3 separate regions of the Mus musculus genome follow, and all the other regions are linked to region 2. Evidence: chromatin contacts called from public HiChIP or PLAC-seq data. All regions are on one chromosome and are shown on one strand. The core of a region is the stretch at or near the end of the contact, and the rest is flanking DNA. Distances in the headings are between cores, read along the strand shown.

Evidence for each region. HiChIP or PLAC-seq counts read pairs in DNA pulled down with a chosen protein or histone mark.
Region 1: a contact with region 2 is called in an H3K27ac HiChIP or PLAC-seq map of bone marrow-derived dendritic cells, with 3 times the contacts expected there. The contact joins two enhancer-like sites. A contact is called at or near these places in 7 of 484 Hi-C or Micro-C datasets (bone marrow-derived dendritic cells, bone marrow-derived macrophages, embryonic stem cells and 3 more) and 2 of 115 datasets of contacts at active chromatin or transcription factors (bone marrow-derived dendritic cells and embryonic stem cells).
Region 3: a contact with region 2 is called in an H3K27ac HiChIP or PLAC-seq map of bone marrow-derived dendritic cells, with 2.7 times the contacts expected there. The contact joins two enhancer-like sites. A contact is called at or near these places in 3 of 39 promoter capture datasets (the SN4741 cell line, cranial neural crest and embryonic stem cells), 5 of 484 Hi-C or Micro-C datasets (bone marrow-derived macrophages, embryonic stem cells, muscle stem cells and 1 more) and 2 of 115 datasets of contacts at active chromatin or transcription factors (bone marrow-derived dendritic cells and bone marrow-derived macrophages).

The regions. Positions count from the first base shown.
Region 1 is chr13:99,304,937-99,309,745 of GRCm38.p6, reverse strand. No RefSeq gene overlaps it. Among named protein-coding and RNA genes, the nearest start is that of Ptcd2, 37 kb to the left of the region's middle. Within about 2 kb of position 3,430, at least 26 of the 459 cell types and tissues checked have an H3K27ac peak or open chromatin away from gene starts, as enhancers often do. A contact at or near this core is called in bone marrow-derived dendritic cells, where this site is marked.
Region 2 is chr13:99,209,458-99,213,836 of GRCm38.p6, reverse strand. All of the region lies in intron 1 of Zfp366 (zinc finger protein 366), which reads right to left. Among named protein-coding and RNA genes, the nearest start is that of Zfp366, 27 kb to the right of the region's middle. Within about 2 kb of position 2,591, at least 7 of the 459 cell types and tissues checked have an H3K27ac peak or open chromatin away from gene starts, as enhancers often do. A contact at or near this core is called in bone marrow-derived dendritic cells and muscle stem cells, where this site is marked.
Region 3 is chr13:99,321,712-99,326,403 of GRCm38.p6, reverse strand. The region is part of intron 8 of Ptcd2 (pentatricopeptide repeat domain 2); the gene reads left to right. Among named protein-coding and RNA genes, the nearest start is that of Ptcd2, 21 kb to the left of the region's middle. Within about 2 kb of position 2,598, at least 51 of the 459 cell types and tissues checked have an H3K27ac peak or open chromatin away from gene starts, as enhancers often do. A contact at or near this core is called in bone marrow-derived dendritic cells and muscle stem cells, where this site is marked.

The sequences.
Region 1 (4,809 bases), core at 2,181-4,680, 95 kb before region 2:
ATTTGCTTGACTCCTTGCTTTTGGTGTCAGTAGGGCATGACAATGGATTTTCTTTACTATAGAGAAAGAGACTGGAAGACACCAGGGACAATGAGCCCCACCCCAGTGGCCTACTTCCTGCAGCTGGGTCCCATTTTTTGAAAATTTCATAACTTCCCAAAACAGCAGCAGCAGCTAAGGACCAAGCATCCAGCACATGGGCTTATTCTCCACTTAAGCTAAAATGGTAAAACCATAGTAACTGTAGCATGTACAGTGAGTGATTGACAAAACACTATCTCATACCTCCCAGCAGGTTGTAGCTCTTTGTGGAAGAAGGCTTTCAGGATGGTCAACAATGACTGTTATCTCCTGGCATCCGTTATCTGTGGGTAGCTCCATCGTAACACCAGATAGAGCTGATGTTGTGACCAATATGAGGAATTTCAGAGTGTGCTTCGGAAACAAGAACCTAAAAATTATCTAAGCTTCTGCCTTACTCTCTCTTGGTATCCCATGATATGAGGTAGCCAGATATCAGGATGCTGCAGCAGCCCCATAGAGGAGTCCATGTGGCCAGGCTTCCTCCCCACAGCCAGCATATTGAACAGCACATGAGTACTTACGCTGGAGGTCAACCCTCCAGTTCCAGTTTAGTTGGCAATCTTGACTCACAAGCCAGACACCCCTCCACTTCTGATCTACTAAACTGTATAAGACACATGTTTATTCTTGTCTTAACTTGATAATTTTGAAGGAAAGTTGTTCCAAAGCTAGATGAATATGTTATTTTCAGTGGCTAGATGGCCCTCAGGAAAGAGATGTGCCTTGCCTAAGTTCTGGCTTTTGACTGGTCTTGGGTCACAAAAGCTATGGGATGAGGGAGCTGGTTGACCAAATTAGGGCTTTCCTATTCTCAGATGTGTAGCAGTAACTAAAGTAGATATTTGCAGCCACAGAACCCCTCTGACTCCTTACCTGACCCAGGAGTGATGAGACGACCCTCTTAGTGTATGTGCCACAGCAGTCAAACTTTCCGGGACAGTCAGAAAGCACTGAATCACATCTCTTGTTGTTATGTAACTGTGGCAGGCATGTAGGTAATTTCTCCACATGGTAGGGCAATTCTGATCTCAACAGCTCATTTTGGAGTGCCCCTGCGTCCCCTGACCACACACAACAGCTGTCAAAGTTCCCAGACTAGTGTGACTGAGTTCACCATCCTAAACCTTTCACATCCCCAAACGAGTGGAGATGGCGGTGTTTTCACAGGAGCCAACCTTTGAGCAGCGATTCAGAGGAAGCCTTGCCTGTGGGCCCTCCACAGCCCGGACCGAGATTCAGAACTTGGTAGATGGGCACAAAGGGTTTGGGCTCTGAGTCCCCAAGGGGGTTGGATTTCCAAAACGAAAACCATGTCTCCTCCTTTTCCCCACACACCTTCGCTATCTCTCCTCCCAGCCCTACCCGCCCACCTCTGTCTGCTACTGCTTCTAGAATGTTCTAGTCCTCCACAATTGCTTTCATTCTTGACTTCTGTCCCTGACATGCTTTATTCCTGTCAGAACTAGAAAGCTTGGACCCATTCCAAACAATTTCAGCTTTTGCAGATAACCTTGAATTCTCCGAGCCCCGAGTAACCAGAGATTTTACAGCCCCATGACAGAGTCACCACATAGGAATTTACAAGTTCCCTGGGAAGAGACATAGCTCAGTGTTGTGCTCAATGATACTGCTTTGTTTTGGAAGAAAAAAAAATGAGTGTCTCAGTATGGGTACTATAAACCATGTCCCTTCATTACCCTAGTGAGAGAACTCCATGTTCCCTGGGGGCTCTTCTTCTGTAAGATTGGCACAAGACTTCCTTTCCTTGTCCAAGAAGCTCAAACTTCCTACTGCTTACTCTTTCCTCCAAGGAGTTTAAACACCAATAACCCTTATTTCTGCTATGGTTGGTCTACCCTGGATTTTAACACTCTAAGACATGCGAATGCGTACACGAGATCCTACCTGGACCTCCATGGGTTTGAACTAGTTACCACTAGCACAACGTAGAGAGTTAATTTTGACCAAGCCAGTTCTGTTCTCTGTTACTATTTCCTATAACTCCTACGTAAAACTCCAGCAAGTCCAGCTATGTCAGGGCGAAGAGGAAGACATGGTGACCTCAAGCATCAGGTGGTTCCAGTCCTCAGGACTAAGGCGTTAACAACAGGTCCTCACACACATGCAGCACTAGAGTGCTCTGACTTGCTAGTCAAGCATGTATGTCCACACAGTCCTTGGACACACGAACTTTATATAAATCCATGGATAATGAGTCTAATGGCCCAGGCTTCAAGCACTGAGGATGCTAGGAGTTGATTTTAAAACTGGGCTGAGGAAGTTCTGAGTAACACGTATCCTCGGAGTCTTTAAATGGAATTGGATACTATAACCACTTACCCCTGCTCCACTCAGGGTTTTGTCATCACTGCCATTGCACTCGTTTGAAAAGGTGGCCCACACCTTTAATCCCAGCACTCGGGAGGCAGAGGCAGGTGAATTTCTGAGTTCGAGGCCAGCCTGGTCTACAAAGTGAATTCCAGGACAGCCAGGGCTATACAGAGAAACCCTGTCTCGGGAAAAAAAGAGAGAGACAGAGAGAGACAGAGAGAGAGAGAGAGAGAGAGACAGAGACAGAGACAGAGACAGAGACAGAGACAGAGACAGAAACAGAGAGAGAAAAGGTTCTATAGTGCTTGCTTCTAGTGCAGTGATGTGCACACCAAGGCTAGCGGTGTCCATGCGGAGGTTAGCGAAGCTAACCAATTCACATGTCTCTCTCAGTGTTACTACTATTTCATTGGATGGAGGTTAACTTGTGCACAAAAGATACCCCCCCATACCACCGTGGGTTTGTCAAAGTTATAAGTTGGGTTTATTAAAATATGTCAAGGAAGAAAGGCTCCACATTTTTGCCTTCGACAGAAAGGCACACAAGTCTGTCACCATTTTGATTTACTACTTTGCAGCTAAGTAATTACTGACCTCCTCGGGGTCTCAAGATTAAAAATCCTTCATCTTCTCACCAAGAAACCTGGCGGGCTCCCCTCCAAACTTCATATTTAATCTCTAGTGACAGAAATATATGTTTCCAAGCCAGTACTGTTCTTGTTCTTGGTGTACCACAGCCAAACCATTCCAGTAGCCTCAGTAGCTGCGAAATGCACAGAGAAAAATGGAATTTGCTTCTTTGGTTCATGCTTGCACAAATGCACAAGTAGTGTCGCTGCCGCCTGCAACTTCTTACAATTCCTTGGTCATTTTACGCTGGAAAGAAAAAGGAGAACTAGAAGGTAAAGTCCTAGGAACTTCTCCTTTATCTTAATCATCTCTCTTCTCACACTCGAGCGACAGGAACAGAGAGCAGAGATGGGAATAGTGTGATTGATACAGATACAACATCACAGTGGCGGTTAAGACTTTCAGGGGAAATTTAGACCACAGCCTCGGCTTCTCAGTACTCGCTACCCTTCAGAGTAGTTCTGTTTTTAAAAATCAAAACTCAATTTCAGGGGGCTGGGGAGATTTAGGTAAAGGACTTCTGTGCAAGCACTAGGAGGACTCGAGTTTGATTCCCAGATCCTATGTAAGAAAACGGAAAGTTGGGGCCCTTGCTTGTAATCCCAGGACTGGGAGACAAAAACAGGCAGATCCATAGGTCCATTAGGCCTCAACTCAGCCTGCTTGGCAAGTTTATTGCCAGTGAGAGACGATCAGATAAACAAGGTGGATTGTATTCTAAGGAATATATAGCCCTAGATGACCTCAGACCTCCATGAACATATGTATACATACACCAGTACACACATGCACTCATACTCACACACACACACACACACACACACACACACACACACACACACACACCACACACCACACACACACACATACACACACACACACACACACACACACACACACACACACACACACCCCACACATGTTCTCCCAAAACACAGTTTTAGAAGCTTCTGGCAGGATTTATTACAAGAAATTGTAACCATTTCTGGTTGTTGTTGTTTTCTCAAGACAGGGTATCTCTGTGTAGCCCTGGCTGTCCTGGAACTCTCTCTGTTAGACCAGGTTGACCTGGAACTCAGAGATCCACCTGTCTCTACCACCTGAGTGCTGAAATTAAAGGCAAGCACTACCACCCCTTGTAATTACCATCATGTCTCTTAATCAAAGGTGCTGCCATGCAGCAGAGTTCTGTTTCTAACACAGAGAATTGGCAATTCCAAGCTCATGAGTGTTACAGAGAAAAAGATACTTGGAAAGACTTGGAACAGTCTTGGGAGTATGAAGCCAATTGTGAAGTGTTCTCTGAGATTCAAAGAGCCTCTAGAAGGTTCCACCCAACAGCTTACTGAAACATGCCAAGGCCCAAAGCCAAACACTGGACAGAGCTCGGGAGTCTTGTGGAAGAGTTGGAGGGAGGATTGAAGGACCTGGAGGAGATAGGAACTCATCAGGAAGACCACCATAATCAACTGGCCTGGATCCTTGAGGGCTCCCAGAGTGTCAACCATAAACCTAAGAGCATATACAGGCTGGAATTATGCCCTCCACACATATGCAGCAGATGTGCAGCTTGGTCTTCAACTGGAGCGGGGGCTGTCCCTAAATCTGTTGCCTGCCCGTGGATCCCATTCCCCTAACTGAGCAGCCTTGTCTGGCATCAGTGGGAGTGGATATACCTAGTCCTGGTGACTTCCTAACTGGGCCACCCCTTGGTGGCCTCTTTCCTAGAGGTCCTTCAGTACTATACCAGAGCTTCATTCTCTC
Region 2 (4,379 bases), core at 1,342-3,841:
AGGAGAGGACATTTCTCCGTGCCAAGTCTGAGCTGATGAAGTATACACTCTGGTAATGGCCATTCTGGGCTGTTTAATCTGTGAATGGAGGTGTCCTGGGGCAGCCTTGCTGTACCCTGATGGTGGTAGGGGTGACACAGATGTGCTGCTTTTGTGTGCAGGCGTCTTCAGCTAGAGACATCACCATACCCAAGTCCTTCCCTTCCCCCCAGGCATCCCTTCTTGTCCTGTCCCATGGTAGGAAGCCAGGCTGGTCCAAGGTTGGCTTTTTCTAATCTGCAAAGGTTGACAAGGAGGAAGGGTTCTTTCTGCATGACTGTGACAATTCTGAAAGGTTGGGCTGTGGGATTCTGTGTTCTTTTCACTTCTCCCTCGGAAATCACCCCCGTGTGTGATGGGACTTCAGGATGAGGCATGCTCTTTACGTTGAGCAAGCATGTCCCACTGTGCCGAGGAGGCAAAGGGAGGCGGCTGGGCTTTTCAGCTCCCTAACTAGCTTTCCTTGCGATTTGTAAAGAGGTTGATTTTTCTTCAAATTTTTAAATACCCCCACCCCAACCCCAACAACAGCAAGACTTTGATTGATGGTCACACCTTTTAGAATCTTATCTTGTATTTTGAGAGAGGCAGCTGGCAGCCTTGACATTTAATTCTAACAGACTGCCTCTCTCGGTGCCCCTCCTCCAGATAGGATGCACGGACTACTGGGAAATATTCAGTGACACCCATGCAAATGTCTGCACAGCATGCTGAGGAATGGGACAGTATGCTGAGCTGATAGCGTTGAGATGTCTGATCTTAAGAAATCACACTGGTGATAGGGAAAGGTGACTATTTTAGCTGCAATGATATCTGCTGGGGGGACTTTAAAAACCCAAAAAGATTAGCTGTCAATCAGTGGCACTAATAATAGTTGTGATAGTTGTTGTCAGCTGGGGGTTAGTGCGTGCAAATCTCTTTACATGAGCCATCCAGTATACCTCTGTTTGCTTTCTTTCTTTCTTTCTTTCTTTCTTTCTTTCTTTCTTTCTTTCTTTCTTTCTTTCTTTCTTTCTTTCTTTCTCTCTCTCTTCTCCTTTTCTTTCTTCATCCCTTCCTTCCTTCCTTCCTTCCTTCCTTTCTTTCTTTCTTTCTCTCTCTTCTCCCTTTCTTTCTTCATCTCTCTCTTTCTCTCTCTCTCTCTCTCTCTCTCTCTCTCTCTCTCTCTCTCTCTCTCTCTCTCTCTCTCTCTCTCCCTCTCTCCAAGATCTTGCTACATAGCTCAGTTTAGCCTCCAACCCATCAGGTAGCCAAGGCTAGCTTGAACGTGTTCTGCCCATTGAGTGCTTGGATTATAGGTGTGAGTTAACACACTCAGCACATCCTTTTTACCCATGAGGAATCAGAGTCACTGTGAGTATAAATGATCTGTTGGAGATCATCTAGCCTGGCAGTAATAGGTCTTTTCTAGAGGCCAGCAAATTTTACTACGAACGAACAAATGATAAATATCTTTTGCCTTTATAAGACACACAATCTCTGTTGCAGCTGATCAAAATTGCCGTTGAAAAGGAAGAAGAGAGCAGCCAGAGTGATCAGTAAACAAATGGGAGTGTCTGTGTTCTAATAAAACTTTATTTATAAAAACAGGTAGTAATCTGGACTTGTCCTGAGGGCTGTAACTTGCTGACTTCTTTCTGATTTGAATCTGGACACCAAGCTCTCTTTGCACACTTCTGAAATCTTTCCTTTCAATGGGGATCTCTTATGTCTGTATGTGAACTGTTGTGAGCAGTCACAGGGCTCAGAACACAACGTCTACTGGGTAAATAACTGAGCTCTTTCAAGTGAGTCTTACTTCTTCACACATCAGGGCACAAGGTGTGGGTACAGAACCACACAAGGACCCATCCAAGGACTGAGGAAAGCTTCCGGGTTATCCTGGGAACTGCGTGCAGTACCCACTGGGTGCTAGATTCCATCTCTACAGAACGGCTTCTCCCTGAGTTCCCAGGTAGCATTCAAAACTGCACAACACCAACATAAGTCAATATAAGAATTGAGGGAAGTGAAATATTGCAAAACGGAGGCCTCGGATGAATCCTGCAAGAGAGGCACCACTGTTCCATTCCGTGGAAGAGAGATAAAACTACAGAGTAGAAGCTACCTGCCTGAGGTCAGAGTTCACACGGTTGAACCCCGAGCTTGCCGAGTGGCGTCCTTTAGGTCATACAGGCTCTTTCTAACAGTCTGCTCACCTTGCCTCATGTCAGTCACCACCACATGAGCTCAGAAAGTCAGTTAAAGTTCTAAGTCTCTTTCTTTTTGCCCTCTACAAAGAACAGGAAACACCGAGTGCCCTATGCCCTTTCCATGGGAACAAAGTCTGGCATGCAAAAGATCTTTATAAGGGGGAAACTTCATGCACTTGTTAAGTAGGGACCTGCTGGAGGAGGGGGGATTGGCCTAGGACCCTGGCCAGCCTTTGCTTCCTCATTACGTTGCTAGCCCCACAAAGGATTTACCCACTCACCCCAAGAAATCCCAGCTCTGAATCACTCAGTCTGGGGAGAAGTTGTCCCTCTAAAATCATCCAGATGCTCTGGCCTTGATAAAGGTTAGAGGACAGTCATTCAGTCTCTAGTCACCTGACGCTTTAAATCATGAAGTACACATGCACTCCTCACAGGAGTCGCCATCACAACTTCCCTCAGAGGCCACTTCTCACTCCCATTCTTCCTGTTTCAGAGGGGCCCCTCCTCCTCGGGATGAGTGGACCATGAACCTCTTCTCCCAAACCCACTGCCTGCCCAGTTGTTTGAATGACAGTGACAGGTGATGGAACACTGTACCAGCTTTGTCCACCTCAGACTCTCTACTCACTAGAAAACAGAGCACTGGGGTCTTTGTCTCAAGCCTACAAAATAGGAACTAGAAAATTGGATAGAATGAATACATAAAAAAAAAAAAAACACATATACCCCCCGAATCACATAAAATTAGAAAGAGAATAGCCGATGAAAAGATGTTTACATCATTTGACAAATGTCGTAATTCATCACGACATTGTGTGAATGTTATGGTCAGGGAAGGACCTTCTGTTAGTTCTAAAGGATTATATTGTCCGCTGACATTGTAGCCATAGAGGCTTAGGAGTATAGTCTGTGATGGATGCAGATGATGAAACTGACAAGCAACATCTTTCTCAGAAAATATTCCCACCGTTAAGGGACATATGAGAGTAATATACAACATCTAAAAATGCAGAAATTAATTACAAACATAACTAAAGTCGAAATCGGATAAAATGAATCCAATGGCAAGACAATAGAATGGTATCAATGATTTGTTAAAACAAAAAACAACAAACAAAAAACAAAACCTTTCAAATCAGATCTAGTGGTACCAACCTACAGTCCTATTGGCTCAAAAAAAACTGACAAACAAGATGGAAACCTCAATGCCTGGCTAGCCTACCGAGCAAGTTCAAGGCCTGGCTGGGGCTGCAGCTCGGAGACAGCGAGCTTAGGTTGGATCCCCAGCATCGGAAACAATAACAAAACATTAAACTCTTAACACACAGACACACAGACACACAGACACACACACACACACACACAGGGAAAATGAAGGATTCTGGGAGGAAGATACTATCAGTTCCATGGACTGACTTGTTTTGTACAATGTATGGAACTTCGTAGAGTCTTCTCTAAGGTAGAGCCACCCAGAGTGAATCCACCATGCATCCGAATCTTTGCTAGGGGAGTGGCACTCTGTAAAAGCAGATTAAAACCAACCACAAAGAACAAGTCAGTGCAAAGACGTGAAGCAGCTGGGTCTGGACTGGGACGGAAGTACGTGAAAACTGACCAGGGGTGACAATCCAGAGACACCTGTTTTGTAAGCCTAAATATACATAAGGCTTCTAGTTTGTCCTGAATTAAGAGTATTTCCTTGGAAGTTTTGGCTAAAGAGAGAGTTCTTTTAGAAATGGGATCCTACCAGCCATTTGTTTTCTATTTCTTGACATCTTTTAATTTAAGTGGTTGAGACTAATTCTCAAGAAAATTGTATTAATTTCTACCAATATCTCCAACCCCTCTGCAGGATAGTTCTACTAGATTGTTAGCTGTCTTTGGATTTCTTATGAAAGCAGTCCATCTGTGGTGGAAGTGGTAGGCATAGCTATAGGCCCAACAATTGGGAGCTTAGGGTTCGGGCTGTACTGAGTGAGATTCCATGCCAACCAAGACAGAGCACTCACAAGAAAACAAAAACGAATAGCCGTGCCTCTGTGAGGCTGAGGCAGGAGGGTAGCTATGAGTTCAAGGCCAGCATGGAGAAAGAAAGAAAGAAAGAGAGAGAGAGAGAGAGAGAGAGAGAGAGAGAGAGAGAGAGAG
Region 3 (4,692 bases), core at 1,349-3,848, 110 kb before region 2:
TTGTGTGTGTGTGTGTGTTTGTGTGTATGTGTGCCTGTGTTTGTGTGTATGTGTGTGTGTGCGTGTGTGCGTGTGCCTGTGTTTGTGTGTGTGTGTGTGCGTGCGTGTGTGTGTGTGTGCGTGCGTGTGTGTGTGTATGTGTGCCTGTGTTTGTGTGTATGTGTGTGTGTGCGTGTGTGCGTGTGCGTGTGTGTGCGCGTGTGTGTGTGTGTGTGTGTGTGCGTGTGTGTGTGTGCGTGCGTGTGTGCGCGCGTTGAACGTGTGAGACACATGTGAGAAGGCTGTAGATTAAGAAGGCATGGCTGGACCTACACAGTTCTTTCCCAGGCCCTGGATGAAGCCTGTGCTAATTGCATCCCGTCTGTGACAGCTAACTCGTGGCACGCCTGTGACTGGTATGCTAGTTTGCTTGCTGTGCAGTCAGTAGGCATGGAGGAGACATTATCTATTTAATTCCTGTCACACTATCAGCCTGATGAGGGACATCTACCCAGTGGCTTATCTGGGCTTCTGTGCCACCTGTGTGGGGCCTTATTAGGGACTGTACTCATCCAGCAAAGACATGAAACATTTGAGCAGGAAATGACAATTTTTCTCCCAGAACTCTGGGAGCAAACTGTCACTATCCCTGGTTTTAGAACAGGGAATCAACTAAGGCATTTTGAGCCACTGGAAATGAGGACTGCTTTGCCATTACAGAGAGTGCATCCTCCAGCCGGCCGGCCCAGTTGATCCTTGCCTGAGTGTTGAGTACGTGTGTGCTGTGCGGAGTTGTGTAAGGCAAGCTCCCGACTTTTTCTTGTTTTATTTCTTCTCTGTGTGCATCATGTGTATTCCCAGTGCCTGCAGAGGTCAGCCAGCAGGGCATGTTTCAGTCTGAACCCCAGAGGCCTCCTTCACTCTCTCCAGCTCCTGGGGCTCCACTTCAGCTCCGCAGCCAGCCTGTCTCCAGGCACCCACTGCATGGCTGTAGCTGGCACAGATCGCCCGGGAGCCTCCCTGTTTGTTTCTAGTCTGAGAGTGTATTCTTCAGCCTAGCCCCTGGATTGCTTTAGGAGACCGCAGATGTTGAGAGTTGGAACTTGAAGAGTTTGAGATGGCTCATTGATTAAGCACACTTGTAGCTCTATCATGGGCTCCACATTTGACTCCTAGTACCCCCAGGGTAGCTCCAGCTCTAGGGGGATCCGATGTCCTCTTCTGACCTGTGTCGCCAGGTTCCCACAGTTAAGTAGACAGCAGACTGTAAAGCCCAGGGTCTTTCACTTCTCCAGAAAGGTGAGACTATGAAACTAGGAAGGCTGTGTCTGTCATCCGGGCCTGGGACTCACTCACTACATCTGGCAGTCGTGGAAAGATCATGGGACTGACTAGCATGATCCGCTACAGGTGGCCCATTCTGTGGGTTTCAGCTGCTGTTCATACCTGTCTCTTGCAGTTGTTAACAAAAACATAGTAATTAACTTTTTCACAGTCAGACAGTGTTTTGGTAGGAATATACCTTAAGCCTGCTGAGAGGGAGAAGAAATGTCTTAGTTAGGGTTTTACTGCTGTAAACAGACACCATGACCAAGGCAAGTCTTATAAAGGATAACATTTAGCTAGCGCTGGCTTACAGGTTCAGAGGTTCAGTCCATTATCATCAAGGCAAGAACATGGCAGCATCCAGGCAGGCATGGTGCAGGAGGAGCTGAGAGTTCTACATCTTCATCTAAAGGCTGCTAGGAGAATACTGGCTTCCAGGCAGCTAGGATGAGGGTCTTAAAGCCCACACCCACAATGACACACCCACTCCAACAAGGCCACACCTCCTAATAGTGCCACTCCCTGGGCCGAGCATACACAAACCATCACAAAAGTCAAGCCTTGGGTTGGAGTCTGCACATGCAAAGCAGCATCTGCCCTCTGATGTGGAGGAAAGCCGCCGGCCGGCGTGGGAGTAGCATCGGCAGCATGGGAGTAGCATCGGCATGTGTGGTTAAGGACCACACATAAGGAACTTGAATTGATGTAAACTTCCATCTATCCTCTGTGTGAATGCAGTCAAGGAATTCTCTACTCTCGGGAAGCTTTATTAAAACGCTCTTAATCTTTAAGAAATCCCACTTGGAAACTCCAGATGTCCAATCTGAGTTCCTCATGTTGCATTATAAACCTGCTTCACCATCCTCCTGGGTTGATAAGGAAGAGACAGCTGACATTCACTGGGGAGGCTTGGCTTGCTCTTTTGAATGACAAACTGGCCTCAGCTTTCCCAAGGTTGTCACCTCCTTGGAATCTGTAAACAGTTTGTTAGCCTGACAAAAGGCTGTCCAGAGAGAGCGCAGTCAGTATCAGCAAATACAGATGGGGGCTCTCTTTTGTTTGGTCTGTTTTAAAAATGGGTGTGTTATATTACAATATGTTGCTTCTAATCCCTGAATTAGAGTTTGAACTTACATAACCCACCCACCCCCAACAGAATTTTATATCTGACTTGCATCTGCTGCCTCTATGACCCAGAGGGCCTGGTTCCTTATTTTCCCAGCTGGTACTTGCCACATCCTGCATTAATTTAGCCTATGATCTCATCGGGACACACGCATGTTCACTCCCCTGTCAGTCTCAAGAGAACCACAGGCCTTCTGAGCAATGCCACTTGACATCACAGATGAGTTCCCACTGCAGATACATCTGAAAGCCGCGAGGCCAGGGTGGGGCACTCTGTGATTGCATTTGGATATCTATCATCTCTCCAGAAAGCTGGCACACGACTTTAGAGACTCATTTGGAAGACAGTTTACCTTGCAGAGGTGCTGACAAGTGGCTAGCCTGCCCACTGCACTCGTGTGTGTGCTAAGACAGGTTAGGCCTTTAATACCGTGAAGTTCTTGGGGACCAAAATAGCCCTCCCCCGATGAGCTGCTTGGCTTGAGGTTTGCTTCTGTCTCTCAGGAGTCTGTTTATTGGAGGCTTGACCCTTACTGTGGTGGGAATGAGGTAGGAGACCTCTAAGAGGCAGCGCCTACATGAGGCTCCCTCCTTATGTGAGGAGCGGTTGGCAGTTAATGGTGTTTGGAAGAGGCAGAGGCTCTTCTCTTGAGGAAGTGTAGCCAGTGACATATTATATAAGCCACATACTTGTAGAAAGGCGTGTTGGGAAGAGGCAGGGTTCCAGAGGGAGTGGTAGGGGAGAAGGGAATGGAAGGCTCGACGTGGCCAAGAGTCATTATATACATGTGTGAGATATTTAGAGGGTGGCACCGAGGTCACAGGGGTGTGCTCTCAGGAGGGAGGAAGCCTTGCCAGGCCCCACCATCTGCCCTATACGGGCTTGAACACCTTCCCGAGCCGAGCTCAGGCTAGCTCCATGGCCTGCACCTCCAGCACCTTCCCGAGCCGAGCTCAGGCTAGCTCCATGGCCTGAACCTCCAGCACCTTCCCGAGCCGAGCTCAGGCTAGCTCCATGGCCTGCACCTCCAGCACCTTCCCGAGCCGAGCTCAGGCTAGCTCCATGGCCTGCACTCCAGCACCTTCCCGAGCCGAGCTCAGGCTAGCTCCATGGCCTGCACCTCCAGCACCTTCCCGAGCCGAGCTCAGGCTAGCTCCATGGCCTGCACTCCAGCACCTTCCCGAGCCGAGCTCAGGCTAGCTCCATGGCCTGCACCTCCAGCACCTTCCCGAGCCGAGCTCAGACTAGCTCCATGGCCTGCACCTCCAGCACCTTCCCGAGCCGAGCTCAGGCTAGCTCCATGGCCTGCACCTCCAGCACTTGGAGTGAATGAGCTTCCCCCCTTCTGAAGCATCGGTTCTGTTACGACAGTAAAGATGCAAATATCCCAGCACACAGGCAAGACTGAAGAAGGGGGAAACAAAATGGCTAGTGTAGGGTGGAAGGGTAACACTGCCTCTCACAAGGACCCCGGCTTCAAAAGCGGTTATTCCTTTTGCTTTAATAATTTCATCAAGTCCAAGAAATTGCCAGGTTTTTATTTTAATGTACACATCAGTCATATAAAACAACATGGTTTATTTCCATGATTAATTGCTATGCATTCATTCAATATGATGTTTTTTTCCAATTATTTCTTGTGTTACACATTATTTAGTAGCTGACAAAGGAAAGATCCAATTTTACAGAAAATACATTTTGAAGATAACATCAAATTATAAACAGTGATTAACATTGGTTGATGAATTCTCAGTTATTCTCATTTTTAAAACCTTTTCTCCTGTGTCTCACATTGTCCTAGTGAGTACTGATAATTACAGGTGAAATGAGCCTTGCTTTTCCATGTGCTGTGTGTGTCGGGCTGATAGGAATTCGTTAGCAATGTCATTTTGAAAACTTGGTGCCTAGTTTTGAAGGGTCTTTAATGGGTACAGTGTAAGTAGGCTTCACTGAGACATCAGCCAGGGTTTAAAGTTGGGGTATTTATTTTGTTTTCTTGTGTGTGTGTGTGTGTGTGTGTGTGTGTGTGTGTGTGTGTGTTTTCTTTTGTGGAATTCAGGAATCAAACTCAAGACTGGTGTATGAAGCACCTCTGATATGAGCTTCCTCTCTAGTCCCACTATGGCGATGTCATTATCTATATTAAAGTACATTTTGGCTGATGAGTGTACATGCAAAGCACTTAAAAAACATGTATATGCTAACGAATTAGGGAATAGTATTTAAAAGGGGTGCCTGTCAGCTCAGGCGTACCTCAGCAT